Regions from separate parts of the Sus scrofa genome. Here region 1 is linked to region 2. Evidence: chromatin contacts called from public Hi-C data. All regions are on one chromosome and are shown on one strand. The core of a region is the stretch at or near the end of the contact, and the rest is flanking DNA. Distances in the headings are between cores, read along the strand shown.

Region 1 (7,019 bases), core at 333-2,832, 100 kb before region 2:
AGGAAGTAATGAAATTAAGCATGAAGATTAGCTTTGAGCTTCCTGACGATAACATAGAAGAGGAAAAAAAAGAAGTTGGGCTGCATCTGTTCCATTATTTAATTAAAGAGAACACATAGATACATTAAGAGATGTTGCCTTGCTAAATTTCAAGGAGGAATTATTTGCAAAAACTGAATTTAAATGCGGCGATTGGAGCTCCCATAGTGGCTCAGTGGAAACAAATCTGACTGGTATCCATGAGGACACCGTTTGATCCCTGGCCTTGCTCAGTGGGTTAAGGATCTGGCATTGCCATGAGCTGTGCTGTCTGTCGCAGACGTGGCTCGGATCTGGCCATTGCTGTGTGTGTGGCGTAGGCTGGCGGCTACAGCTCAGATTCAATCCCTAGTCTAGGAACCTCCATAGGCCGCGGGTGCGGCCCTAAAAAGACAAAAATATGTAAATAAATAAATGTGGCATTTTAAGAATTCATCTCCTATGTGTATAAGGCCATATATATATACATACATATATATATGTGTGTATATATATATATATATATATATATATCTTTTTTTTTTTTTTTTGTCTTTTTAGGGCCACCCCTGTGGCATATGGAAGTTCCCAGGCTAGGGGTCAAATTGGAGCCATAGCTGCCAGCCTATGCCACAGCCACAGCAAGAACTGAGCCATGTCTTTGACCTACAGGACAGCTCATGGAGATGCCAGATCCTTAACCCACTGAGCGAGGCCAGGGGTTGAACTTGCGTCCTCATGGATACTAGTCGGATTTGTTTCCGATGAGCCACGATGGGAACTCTTCTCTAGGTCTCTTTGTGTATCTGTGCATTTCATAGATTAAAAAAAAGAAATTCTGGGGCGTTCCCTTTGTGGCTCACGTGACTAGGATCCATGAGGTTGCGGGTTCGATCCCTGGCCTCGCTCAGTGGGTTAAGGATCCAGCATTGCAGCGAGCCGTGGTGTGAGTCACAAACGTGACTCGGAACTGGCCTTACTGTGGCTGTGCTGTAGGCCAGCAGCTGCAGCTCTGATTTGATCCTTAGCCTGGAAACTTGCATATGCCGCCAGGGAGGCCATTAAAAAGGTCAAAAAAAATTAAAAATTTTTAAAAAATAAAGTAAATCTGTCGGGAGCCTTTGCCAGACCTCATCTGTTTCAGTTTATGGAAATGGCTGCCTCTCCTGAGAAAGGGCTGGTGGGAAGGACGGGGGCAAAGGTAACCCCTGTCCCCAGGGACCTCTGCACGCTTCGTCCTGCTGGGTAGCCGAGCTGATCCTCTGCAGGCCTAGTGTTTCATAATCTGGGACCTTTGGCCACTGGTGGGGCCTGGGATCCAGGTGCCTGAGGAAATCTCTTTGGCACCCAGGTGCCCTGCAGCCAGAGTATCCGGGTTTAAACCCACCCCATGGGCCAAGCCTGGCATATGACTGGGCGCCTGCTCAGCTCCCATTTGGCACTGCAGTTCTTTGCCGGCCCTGGAACCCTGCCCCAAACCACTGCTGCCTGGCTCAGGGCCTGACCCTCTGCCCGCTCCCTGCCACACTACACTCCCTCTCTCTGGAGGGCTGGTCTTTGCCCCAGAGCCCTTCCGTCAGCTGCCTCCAGGGGCACTGCTTCCACCCAGAGGGCCCAGGCTTTCCTCCCCATCAAGCCCTTTGCCTGTGTGAATATTCCTCTTCCCAGACACCCTCACCATCGCATTCTTCCACCTCTTTGATTAAATACCCTGCCAGGTTAGACTCCGGGCCACCAAACTCCGGGGGAGTCAGGAGGTAGATTCCAGGCTGTCCCCGTTTGAAGCCAGCCCAGGTCAGTCCTGGATCCTCCCTTCTCCCCCCTGAACCATTGCTGAAAAGCTTATGAGGAGTTCCCATCGTGGCTCAGTGGAAATGAATCTGACTAGTATCCATGAGGACACAGCTTCGATCCCCCTCCTCGCTCAGTGGGTTAAGGATCCGGCGTTGTCGTGAGCTGCAGGGTAGGTCACAGACTCAGCTCAGATCCCGAATTGCTGTGGCTGTGGTGTAGGCTGGCAGCTGCAGCTCCAATTCCACCCCTAGCCTGGGAACCTCCATATGCCTCGGGTGCGGCCCTAAAAAGACCAAAAAAAAAAAAAAAAAAAAAAAAAAAAAAAAAAAGAAAAGGTTACGAAAGCAGATGGAGGGCTCGTCATTCCTAGAGCGCAGACCACATGGAGGGTGTGTCCAGGCACCCGAACATCTGGGGGTTGTTGGCGGGACCTTGACTTTGGACCAGAGCAGGGGGAGGAGGCTGTTCTTTAAGCCCCCAAACAGACAGAAGGGATTCAAAAGGGTCCAGAAGTACACTGCATTGGCGTAAATAAGGTTTGCAGACTTCGGCTGGCCACACCACCGCAGCTAAACTAAGAACTTGGGCCTGTGACCTCTCCTTGGAGGGAAATACAGGGAAAAGATGCCCCGCCCCCAATCCTGCCCTTTGGGGTAAAGAATACCTTCTGATATTAAATCCAAGGTTGAGAGCGAGGAGAACTGTGGGACTGTAACAGCCTCTTGCATCCTGCTGAAGGAGGGTTTATACGGCCCCAGCAATGGCAGGGCCAGAAAGAGTTGTGATCTTTGGGGATCCATTGGGGAACCCCGCCAAGCCGGGGATGTGGGGCTCCCTGGGGCTGAAATGTCCCAGAGAGGACCAGCCACCAAGACAGCCAGAGCCATGTCCCCATCTGCTTGAAAGAAAGAGGTGTTTGTAATTGATCAAAGCAAGTCTGCGGTGCCTGGTCCATAGGAGACCCTCAATAAGCCTTCACAGCAGGAAAACAGGATGGAGGTTTCTCAAAACACTAAAAATAAAAGTGCCATAGGATCCAGCAATCCCACTTCTGGCATCTATCCAGAGAAAACCATGACTTAAAAAGATATATGTACCCCGATATTCACTGCAGCACTATTTACAGTAGCCAAGACATAGAAGCAACCTAAATGTCCATCAGCTGATGAATGGATAAAGATGTGGTACATATATACAGTGGAATACTACTCAGCCATAAAAAGGAATGAAATAATGCCATTTGCAGCAACATGGATGGACCTAGAAATGATCATACTAAGCGAAGATAGACAGTGAAAGAAAAACATCGTATGATACATGTGGAACCTAAAAAAAAGAAAAAAAAAGGATGCAAATGAACTTATTTGCAGAACTGAAATAGACACAGACTTTGAAAAACTAATGGTTACCAAAGGGGACAGGTCAGGGGTCGGGAGGGGATGGACTGGGGGTTTGGGATGGAAATGTTCTAAAATTAGGTTGTGATGATGGTTGTACAACCTTAAATATAATACAGTTCAGTGAATTTTTTTTTTTTTTGGTCTTTTTGCCTTTTCTAGGGCCACATCCAGGCATATGGAGGTTCCCAGGTTAGGGGTTGAATCAGAGCTGTAGCCACGCACCTATGCCAGAGCCACAGCAACTGGGATCTGAACTGCATTTGTGGCCTACACCACAGCTCACGGCAACACCAGATCCTTAACCCACTGAACAAGGTCAGGGATCGAACCCGAAACCTCATGGTTCCTAGTCGGATTCGTTAACCACTATGCCACGACAGGAACTCCATGAATTATTTTTTTAAAAAAAGGATGAGGGCAGAGGAACAACTGAAAAAAATAATAAAGTTGACAAAATGTAAAAAAAAAAAAAATTATGTTCACAGCTTCCTCCCACCAGAGATCCAGCAGCCAAGGCAGACAGACAGACATACCCTCAGAAGTTGGCAGAAACCGCATATGGAGGCTTAGGGCTCCTTTGGGTGAAGGAGAAGCGTGCCCTCCACGCACCTGCTCAGGCCATGCATCTGGGAGAAGCTTTGGGAAGCTGTCCCCACGTGGAAAGACAAGTTTTCTCCGGGCTCCCCTATGTCTCCCCCTGACTCTGCCTCCTTGGAAAACACTCCTGTGGATGGTGAGGGTGAAGCGGGATGGTGGAGGCCGTGGCAAAGCGTGAGAGACTCCAACACAGACGGCTCACTGCGGTCTTGCCTCTCAAGCCTCCAAACCTTGTGAGCCGGGTGTCTCTTGTGTAACTTGAGGTGCAAGTGTGCGGGTGTTTACTTTCACGTGGGGATGGAAGAGTAGATAAAATTCATGACCAGTGAGCTGCATGTGTTCAGTGACCTTCCAGTGGAGCGGCAACAAAAAGTAATTACAGGAGTTCCCATCGTAGCACGGTGGAAACGAATCCAACTGGGAACCATGAGGTTGCAGGTTCCATCCCTGGCCTCACTCAGTGGGTTAGAGATCCAGCGTTGCCGTGAGCTGTGGTGTAGGTCGCAGGTGCAGATTGGGTCCTGCGTTGCTGTGGCTCTGGCGCAGGCTGGTGGCTACAGCTCCGATAAGATCCCTAGCCTGGGAACCTCCATATGCCATGGGTGCGGCCCTAAAAGGACCAAAAAAAAAAAAAAAAAAAAAATTACATAAAGAACTCCATCTGATTTTGGATGTGCCAGAAAGCTCAACAAAATAGAAAGAAAATCCAGGTTTGGGGCCAAATAAGACAGGGAGTGATTATGGGCAACTGAGTTATTTTCTTAAAAGAATGAAATACACTGAAGTCATAAGGGCAGTTTGGCTGGAGTGCTTCAAGACGGGAAAATATCCAAACCAGCCACTCCCATCCCCTTTTCCCGTGGCCACAAAAACACTCATGCGCTGACCCTTATGGGCTGAGGTTTCTGCTGTGAAAAAGTGACCTCCGGCAGGTGGTGCCAGGCTGAGGCCAAGGGGACCCCGAGGCCAGTGCTAGTCCTGTGGCTTTGAGGCCTGTTGCCCGGAGCCCACAGTGAGAAGGGCTGAGGACACGGGGACCATGACCACAGGAGAGACTGGATACAGGACAGGAGCCAAAGGGACAAGGTGGTTATTAAAGAGCAAACATAGTTTCAAAGCAAAGTTTGCTAATGCTGTCCAGATTAGAAAAGATGCCTGCTCAGGCTCAGTGGAAATGAACCCGACTGGTATCCATGAGGACGTTGGGTTCAATCCCTGGCCTCACTCAGTGGGCTAAGGATCTGGCATTGCTGTGGCTGTGGCTGTGGCCTAGGCCAGCAGCTGCAGTTCCAATGCGACCCCTCGCCCGGGAATTTCCAAATGCTGCACCTGCAGCACTAAAATAAAAAAAACAAAACCAAAAAACAAACAAACAAAAAACAATGACTGCTCAAGCAATAGTTTTTTTTTTAATCTATATCCATTTTTAAATCATCATAACATGTACTTAGAAAGCAATCACCCAGGTTTAGTCACCTGTGTGTAGGAATTGGGAAAAACAGCAAAAAGCCACATAAATACGGGTTTTCAAAGTGTGGTCCAGGAGTTCCTGTCATGGTGCGCCCCCCCAAAAAATGACAAAGTGTGATCCATAAGCCTTTTTCTTTGCATCACCCAAGGGTGCCACAGAGTTCTAGCCCCCTCAGAACTACCAAGTCAGAATCTCTTAGGGTGTAACCCAGAAATCTATCATTTTTAAGCTTGTAAATATAGTCATTTTGAAAACTATTAGCCCCAAGGATAAAAAAACAAATTGTTAACATATACCCTCCCCCCCCACCTCCCACAACACACAATTTTGCAGTCAGGCACTGGAAAGCCCAACAGGTTTGGAATCAAAACAATTGGGTTAGGAGTTCCTGTCGTGGCTCAGTGGTTAACGAATCCGACTAAGAACCATGCAGGAGGTTATGGGTTCAATCCCTGGCCTCACTCAGTGGGTTATATTTGCAAAACTATAATATCACCTGAGATACTGCTGGGAACAGTTATCAACTCATAAATTCACACAAGAGATGCTTAAACTCTCTGCAAATTTGTTTACTGCAGATTTGTAAACATGAAACTTCTTTTTCTTACTGAGAGACATTGTAGAGATAATAAAATGAACAGATTTTCAATTTGATGAGTCTGGGCAACTGAACATATTCTTTGTAAATACACAACTTCTTGTAAATTTAAATCTGTGTGTATGCCAGAGATTACAGGACATATTTGAGATGAAAAAGAACAGGGACAGGCACAAGGAGAGAAACAGCATAAAGACAGATGCGTGAAAAGGACTGAAATTGCTCACCAATCGTGACACGATATGCGGTCAAAGGAATAACAAATCAATGCCAAACCACCTATATGGGTTTCTTAGAGAACGAGATTAAGGATTGCTGAGTGATTCAGGAATGTACGGGCAGAACAGCAAAGCTGAAGCTGCTGAGATCAAAAGCGAGGTCCTTTCTTCGACAACCTCACACACGTAAAGATAAAGCCATTCTTATCCAGGAGAAAGCAAACCATTGACAGCTACATTCCTGAAAAATAATCGATCCGAGAAAGACCCATGGCCGCAGGAGCAAGTTTTATAATCCCAGAGGCTGAAATAATATCTGCCCAGATTGACAAGGAGATACGAGGAGAGGCAGGGCATCAAGACTGAATTTACTGTTCAACACGGGGACTTAGAGAGCAGAGGGTTTTTATCTTCTTTCCTCCAAGCTCTTAGTTTTTTAAACACACAACAACAACCAATTTTAAGTTTTTAATTCAACTGGACAAGCCCACAGGAAATCATGTGTCCAGATTTCATACCCCTAGTAACCGGAGTTACTAAAAAGCCAGTTTTAAGGAATATGCCAAGAACACTGGGTACAGGTTATTTTAGAGGATGTGAAAGTGTTTTATGGCTCGAGACTTTCTTATCTGGATGGCAAGTTCCCTGGTTGGCACCAGGCTTCTTATAACTGAGATAGTCCTTTATACTACTCACTCAATGATACCTGTTTTGTAAAATCATTAGTGTCTAGAACTTTGATACTGAATTTGATGACTTTTCTGAGGTCTTTAAATAGAATGTCAGTTAACCGAAGAAAAGTTATAAATTAAACTGATATACTCTCTCCCTATCTGTTTCTATTTTGTGGATACTTTGCTGTACCAGCCTCTGGACTCAGCCTGTACCTGGGTCTGGACCCTGATTCTACCACTCCTTTGGCT
Region 2 (7,030 bases), core at 4,252-6,751:
CCTGAACTAGTTCCAGTGGCTTTCTGTAACCTGGAACCTAAGAAGTTCCTGGAGACAAAACAGTCCTTGTCCAGCTCGCACATTCCCTCAGCACATGTTATTAAGTCTTTACTGTGTGCAGGGTGCTGGCCTTGGAGCACGTGCCCTGGAGGGGCCTGGGCAAGTGTGGAAAATGCGACGAGAGGGAGACGTGCAGAGTCAAGCATTCCCCCCACTGTCATTGAGGCAGGAGAGACTTCTGGAGGAAATGACATCTCAGCTAAGACCTGAAGTTAGAGAGGAAACTGTATCAGAAGAGAGGTGCCCAAGAGGCTAAGGAAAATCAAAAGAGATTCCCATGCGGAGTCTCTCCCTGCAAGAGAGGTAAGGGGGAAGTTCCCATGGTGGCGCAGTGGGAACGAATCCGACTAGTATCCACAAGGATGCAGGTTCAATCCCTGGCCTCGATCCATAGGTTAAGGATCCAGGCATTGCCATGAGCTGTAATGTAGGTTGCAGACATGGCTCGGATCCCGAGCTGCTGTGACTGTGGTGTAGGACAGCAGCTGCAGCTCTGATTCGACCCCCTAGCCCTGGAACTTCTATACGCTGCAGGTGTGGCTCTAAAAAGCAAAAAAAGAGAGAGAGAGAAAGAGAGAGAGAGAGAGGTAAGGGGTGCTCTGTGAAGGCCAGGAGATTTGACTTAAGCCTTCAAGGATGGCTAACAGGCAGATATTTAGAAAAAGGGCACAAGAGCATTTCAGTAGAGGAAAAACTGAGCAAAGGCCACACAGGACTCAGTGAGGAATTAACTGGAATCTGGGGGTACCTGGAGGGAACCAGCAGAAATTAGGTTGCAAAGGTGGGGTGGGGGAGTTCCCGTCGTGGCTCAGTGGTTAACGAATCCGACTACGAACCATAAGGTTGAGGGTTCTGATCCCTGGCCTTACTTAAGGATCCGGCGTTGCCGTGAGCTGTGGTGTAGGCTGCAGACGCAACTCGGCTTCCATGCTGCTGTGGCTCATGGTGTAGGCCGGTGGCTACAGCTCCAATTCGACCTGTCTGGGAACCTCCATATGCTGCAGAAGCGGCCCTAGAAAAGGCAAAAAGACAAAAAAAAAAAAAAAAAAAAAATAGGTGGGTTGGGAGCACGTGGCAGGCCAAAGTTAAAGGTGCAGAGGAGCAGCAAGTGCTGTGACAGGCAGCAGGATGGGAGTTAGAAAAGACAGTTGAGGTGGGGGTCAGAGAAACCATACACCACACTGGTTGAAACCACACACCACACTGGTTTGGTGAATGCAGTAGAGTCCAGGGAGGAGTTCCCGTTGTGGCTCAGAGGTTAAGGAATCCGACTAGGAACCGTGAGGTTTTGGGTTTGAACCCTGGCCTTGCTAAGTGGGTTGGGTTAAGGGCTCTGGCGTAGGCCGGTGGCTTCAGCTTGGATTCGACCCTTAGTCTGGGAACCTCCATATGCCTCGGGAGCGGCCCTAGAAATGGCCAAAAGACAAAAAAAAAAAAAAAAAAAAAGAGTCCAGGGAACAAAACCATCTACTCCAGCACAGGAGCAAGGAAAATGTACTTTATTCGTATTTCCTTATCTAATCTTCACAACCTTATGAGGTAGAGCCAATTATTACCCTCCTTTTAATTAGAGTCAAGGAAACTGAGGGTCTGAGAGATGAAGCACTTCATAGAGAGCATCCGAATAATACTTAAAAAAAAAAAAAAATGGAATCCAGGCAGAAGAGACTTGGGAAGCAGAACAAGGTCATTTCTGTGTAGAATGAGAGTAAGTTGCCTATTCGGGTGAAGCTGAGCCTTGAACTTCGGTTTGGATGTGTTTTGCCAGACAGCAATAGTCTCACTTATATTTTCTTCATGAGTACTCAGCAAAGTACAAAATCCCAAGGTTTCTTAAATCAGGATAGATTATCTTGAATGTTCCCCCGCATCCACCATGCCTGTCACTCTGTGACAAAAGGAAATTAGATTCATTGGATAGGCTTGTTTCCCACAAAGCTATGTGGGGTGACTACCCAGTACCCTGTGGTCTTCTAGGTGTTTGCAAATTGATTTTTTGATTATTTGTTCCAGTGATTTTCCACATAGTCAGTGTTTTTCCAAGTTGTTCAGCTTTACAATGTGGGGGAGTTAAAGTTCATATTTGCTTTCCCTCTCCTGTATTAATATGAAGTGTTAATGTTCTGATTATTTAGGAAATTATTATTATTATTTTTTTTTGGCCACTTTTTGCCTTTTCTAGGGCTGCTTCCCACGGCATATGGAGGTTCCCAGGCTAGGGGTCGAATTGGAGCCACCCACCTACGCCAGAGCCATAGCAACTAGGGATCCGAGCCGAATCTGCGACCTACACCACAGCTCACAGCAACTCCAGAGCCTTAACCCACTGAGCAAGGCCAGGGATCGAACCCAAAACCTCATGGTTCCTAGTCGGATTCGTTAACCACTGTGCCACAGCAGAAACTCCCTATTATTATTATTATTAGTCTCTCTAGGGCTGCACCAGAGGCACATGGAGGTTCCCAGGCTGGGGGTCAAATCAGAGCTGTAGCTGGTGGCCTACACCACAGCCACAGCAACGTCAGATCCAGGCTACTTCTGCACCCTGCACCACAGCTCATGGCAACGCTGGATCCTTAACCCATTGAGTGGGGCCAGGGATCGAACATGCGTCCTCATGGATACTAGTCAGATTCGTTTCCACTGAGCCACAATGGGAACTCCATATTTAGGAATTTTTTTGTATGCAGCATATCTCTGAGGGAACATACATACAAATCTATGTGACTCTATATACCCACATGGGCGCGCTTAAAACAATCTCTATGCAGACCCTCTCAGAGTTCATGACCGTATGCAAAAATGGAAGCATATTGAGAACATATGCCTAGTTCAAATACTCCAAATAACAATCATCACTTTCTAGAAATGATAATATGGTGAATAAAAAAATTTTAATAACTCAAAATTTCAAACAAAAATTGTTACAACTATGTTAATGCAGCTATGCCTTAACCACTGACCAAAAGCGAGATACCATAGAATTTTTAAAATTCATCTTCTCTGCACCCAGTAGTTTAAGAGGGAGTGGTATCAGGCCAGGATACCATGAAAGATTCAATGTGGGGGAGTTCCCATTGTGGCTCAGTGGGTGAAGAACCAGACTAGTATCCATGAGGATGTGGGTTCAATTCCTGGTCCTGCTCAGGAGATTAAGGATCCAGGGTGGCGTTGATTACAGATGTGTTCTTGGAACAGATCTATCGCTCCTGCACCTATGGTGTAGGCAGGCAGCTGCAGCTCTGCTTCGACCCCTAGCCTGGGAATTTCCATACGCCCCATAGGCTCTAAAAAAAGACAAAAAAATAAAATAAAAATAAAAAGGGTAGGGAGGGGATACAATCTAAAGGCCAATACTAGGGAATCAGAGGCATAAAATCCAGAACCAATGCTTCATGAGTAAAATGAGGGGTTCCATTAAATGGCTGCAAAGGGCATTTGCAGTTCAGTGTATGACTCTAGACTGATTATAAAGATGATTAATAAAAATTATGGAAAAACGTTTTGTAAAATACGAGGCAGTAAAAATGACAAATATAATGCAAGCAACCACCTCCCCACAAAGTTAAGCTCTTCCTTTTATTAAGTACGTGTCTGTAGAAGTATCTACCATGCTCTGGGGCTCTTAAGTATCATTTGCATCCAAAAGAAACTTTTGTCAAATTTTGTGAGGCCACAAATCTATTTTATGGAAATGAACAGTACATAGGATGAGTTTATTTAACAACCTTCACGTGAATGGAACTCACTTGCCATATGAAAGAAAGTTTTAAAACAACAAACAAAAAACATAGCTCCTAAGTGGCAGCCTTGTCCATCAACTACCCTTCCTCTCCTTGCTCATTTTATTTTAGTTTGGGGATTTTTGTTGTTGTTGTTTTGGCCTTGCCCATCCACGTGCAGAAGTTCCTGGGCCAGGGATAGAACCAGTGCCAGAGCAATGACAACATCAGATTTTTAACAGGTAGGCCACCAGGGAACTCCTCTTTCCTCATTTTAGTCCCGGGAGCCCTGAGGACTGCATAATTTTTTGTGGTTAAATCATAAATAGTCCTGTTATTAAACTCTGCTAAGAATGTCATCAGTTTCCTACTGGGCTCCTGGCTGATAGAGGCATAATAATATTATCTAATAACAAAATAAAGATCGAATTTAAAAAGGTATGTAAAACATTTAGCCTAGTTCATAGCATGTGCTCAATAAGTAGTATTATTGTGATTAGGCTTTTAATTTTCCTATCAATCCTGTCCCACTCAATTCAATAAATGCAGAGTACCTGCTGATGATCAGTTTCTGCTCCAAGCTCTGTATTAGGAATTCTGAATAAGCATCTATTTAGCTTAGCATTTTTCTCATGAAGGATGACATTTTTCTGTCCCTTAAAATCCCGAAGGACTTTAAAAAGAGAGGAAATTTCAAAGTCCTTTGGATGCCAAGTCTTTTTCACAGTCATTCCTCAGTGTTAATGGCAGTCTGGGAACAAACTGGGGGAGTTTCAAACAGTTCAACACCAATGGGAAAGAGTGCGGCTTCTAAATGCCTGGAGGTTTTCCCTAATGGCAAATGTTTGGAGAGGTAAGAGAGATAAACTATGCCAGCAAAAGATGCACTTATTTGGGAAACAGTTGGAAACTGGTCACACATCAGTACTAAGATTTCTAATTCTAGAGATCTTATTGAGCATATCATGAATTCTTGACGTTTTTAAAACAGAATGTGTCAAATAAATATGTTAGGGCGTGAGAAGAAAGTGGTTTTTTTGCCATTGCCTCGCTCTTCAATATTTGTAATAACCTAATTTTCTTTTCTTCCTCCCTGCCCCCTGCCCCCCCCAATAACTGGTTTAGTGAAACCCAATAGATTGTACACTGACCTCCTTTGCCCTCAATAATACTTCTTTTCAGAAAAACCTTGCTGTCGTTCTCGAAGGAACGGATGGCTTTCGGCAGTTTAAAAGCCCTGCAATGTCCTACAATGTGTCTTTTCTTTTTTCTTTCAAAGAAGAGCACTTTTTGGTCGTTTGGCTCCTATTCATAGTACAAAGAGAAATTACGCAGAAAAATCAGCTGAAACATTTATCTTAGCACAGGATGGCTGGCTCAAGGCTCCTGAGATGTAAGCAACATTTCAAAAGCTAATCTGGCACGGTCCAAGTCCAAGTTAACTTCCTCCTCTCCGGCTCCAGGACCGGACTGGGTTTGTGTGGGCTGTGTGCCCATGCCGGATCCAGGGAACAGCCTGAGTCTTCAGCCTCAGTCTCTCCTGGCTGCCCTAAAATGAGGTTATACCGTTTACCGAAAAGACTAATCTTTCCCTAGTTAAGAGGAACTTGAGTTGGGTTGCTGTTGGTTACTTTTCAAAAAGGAAGTACTGGCGTTCCCACACCGGGAGTCGAACCCGGGCCGCCTGGGTGAAAACCAGGAATCCTAACCGCTAGACCATGTGGGAGACGACGAACACGCCTGCCAATCTAGACAGATTGAGTCTTCCGCCTGATTGCCTCTTGCCCCGCCCAGCCCTCTGTGTCAGACCCGCTTCTGCGCATGCGGGAACGCCTCGGGTCCGCGTTATCCTGTGGAGCCTTGAGGTGAAGAGTCGAATCTCTTTTTCTCCTCACGTTGGCGTCTTTTCAGGTCTCTTCCAGGCTCCTCATTCTAGACACCGCGTATACACCGGTGTAGACTGTAGGCTGATGAGTCATTATTCACAATTCCTCACAAGAAATCCGGCAGAGCACCGAAGGACGGGGGTTTGGAATGTAGACTCATTAATAAGAAACAAGTGCCGTGTGGAGCCGTGAAAAGAGACCGCAGTGGGCTGGGCGCCCGGTCTCTGGCGGCCGCTGACCAGCCTCCCGGCCGCGGCTCCGAGGGCAGCAGGCTCGCCTCTGTGCCCTCGGGCAGACCCGCGCGCCCGGCCACGCGCCGGCTGTGCGCCCCCGACCACTGGGCCTCAAAGCCTGGGTGTCCTCAGCGCCCGGGCGTCTGTCTCTCTTCGCCGCGCTATGCCGGCCCCATCCCGTCCCCAGAGAGTGTCTCTTTGCCCTCAAGAAACCGGAGCGAGGGCTGCCTGGAAGCCTGGAACTTTCCAGGTTCTGTTGACTCAACGGCAAAAGGCGGGCTTTGTGTCCCTGAAAGTAGACGAAGGTGGTTTGTGAAGGTAGATTTAAGAACTGGAGCATGTCCCTCCCTGCCAGCAGGCATGACTGATGGAAGGTTCCCCGCGGTTCCCCAGCCCGGCCGCGGCCGGAAGCAGCATCCCTCCGGCGCAGCTTCTGCCTTAGAGGCGGCTGCGGGGATTAGGAAGCGCAAAGAACCAGTTGTTGGGCCAGCCCGCGTGGGAGAGCTCTGGTCCCGGTGTCCTCGTGGTGGCTTAAACCACACAGAAGTTGTTTTCACTTGAGCTGGACCCTTTGGAGCCTGGTTAAAAGCTGGTTCTGGTTCTCCTTTACTCCCCCCTCTGGCCCCACCTGCCCAAGGGTCTTCGAAAGTTCTCGATCTGCCCCTGACTGAGGTTCTCTTAAGGCCTCCGTGTGACATTCGGCAACAGGAGAGCAGGGGTGGAAAAAGCCCTGAAATAGAAACGACTTCGACATGTATTCACACAAATCAAGCTCCCCTAAGGGAGAGGCCAACACCATTGAAACTTCGCGAAGCTCTGGAGGAAGACCACAACTTGCTGGCTGCAAACCTACTGTGTGTATGAGACACGTTCACATTCGTTTGCTCATTTAATCTTCATAGTATGAGGTAGGTCTTACTCGAGTTTGGGCGGGTACTTCCTGTACTATCTTTGCATTTTTGAACAGTTTCACTTGTTTGTTTTTTAATCAGTGAGCCAGCTGCCTTTCTCTGGAGGACATCCTACGACTGCGGTTCTCGGTCTGGGGGCCGAGATTTCACCTATACCTTTCAGTTCTGTATTTCCACTTGGTAATTCTTTTTAAAATGTATCTTACCAGTTTTAAAGA

What was found. Hi-C and Micro-C count contacts between places; a contact is called where the count stands out from the background.
Region 1: a Hi-C map of liver shows a contact between it and region 2, with 4 times the contacts expected there. The contact joins the enhancer-like site here to the promoter of LOC102159419 in region 2. A contact is called at or near these places in 3 of 47 Hi-C or Micro-C datasets (liver, psoas muscle and skeletal muscle) and 1 of 2 datasets of contacts at active chromatin or transcription factors (skeletal muscle).

The regions. Positions count from the first base shown.
Region 1 is chr11:22,419,189-22,426,207 of Sscrofa11.1, reverse strand. No RefSeq gene overlaps it. Among named protein-coding and RNA genes, the nearest start is that of TSC22D1, 96 kb to the left of the region's middle. Within about 2 kb of position 1,582, at least 8 of the 83 cell types and tissues checked have an H3K27ac peak or open chromatin away from gene starts, as enhancers often do. A contact at or near this core is called in liver and skeletal muscle, where this site is marked.
Region 2 is chr11:22,323,317-22,330,346 of Sscrofa11.1, reverse strand. LOC102159419 reads left to right here and starts at 5,501. Exons shown (of 3, transcript XM_021065393.1): 1 at 5,501-5,647; 2 at 5,749-6,809. The coding sequence starts at 5,501. The coding sequence ends at 6,462. TRNAE-UUC (a tRNA gene) reads right to left here and starts at 5,508; the gene lies at 5,437-5,508.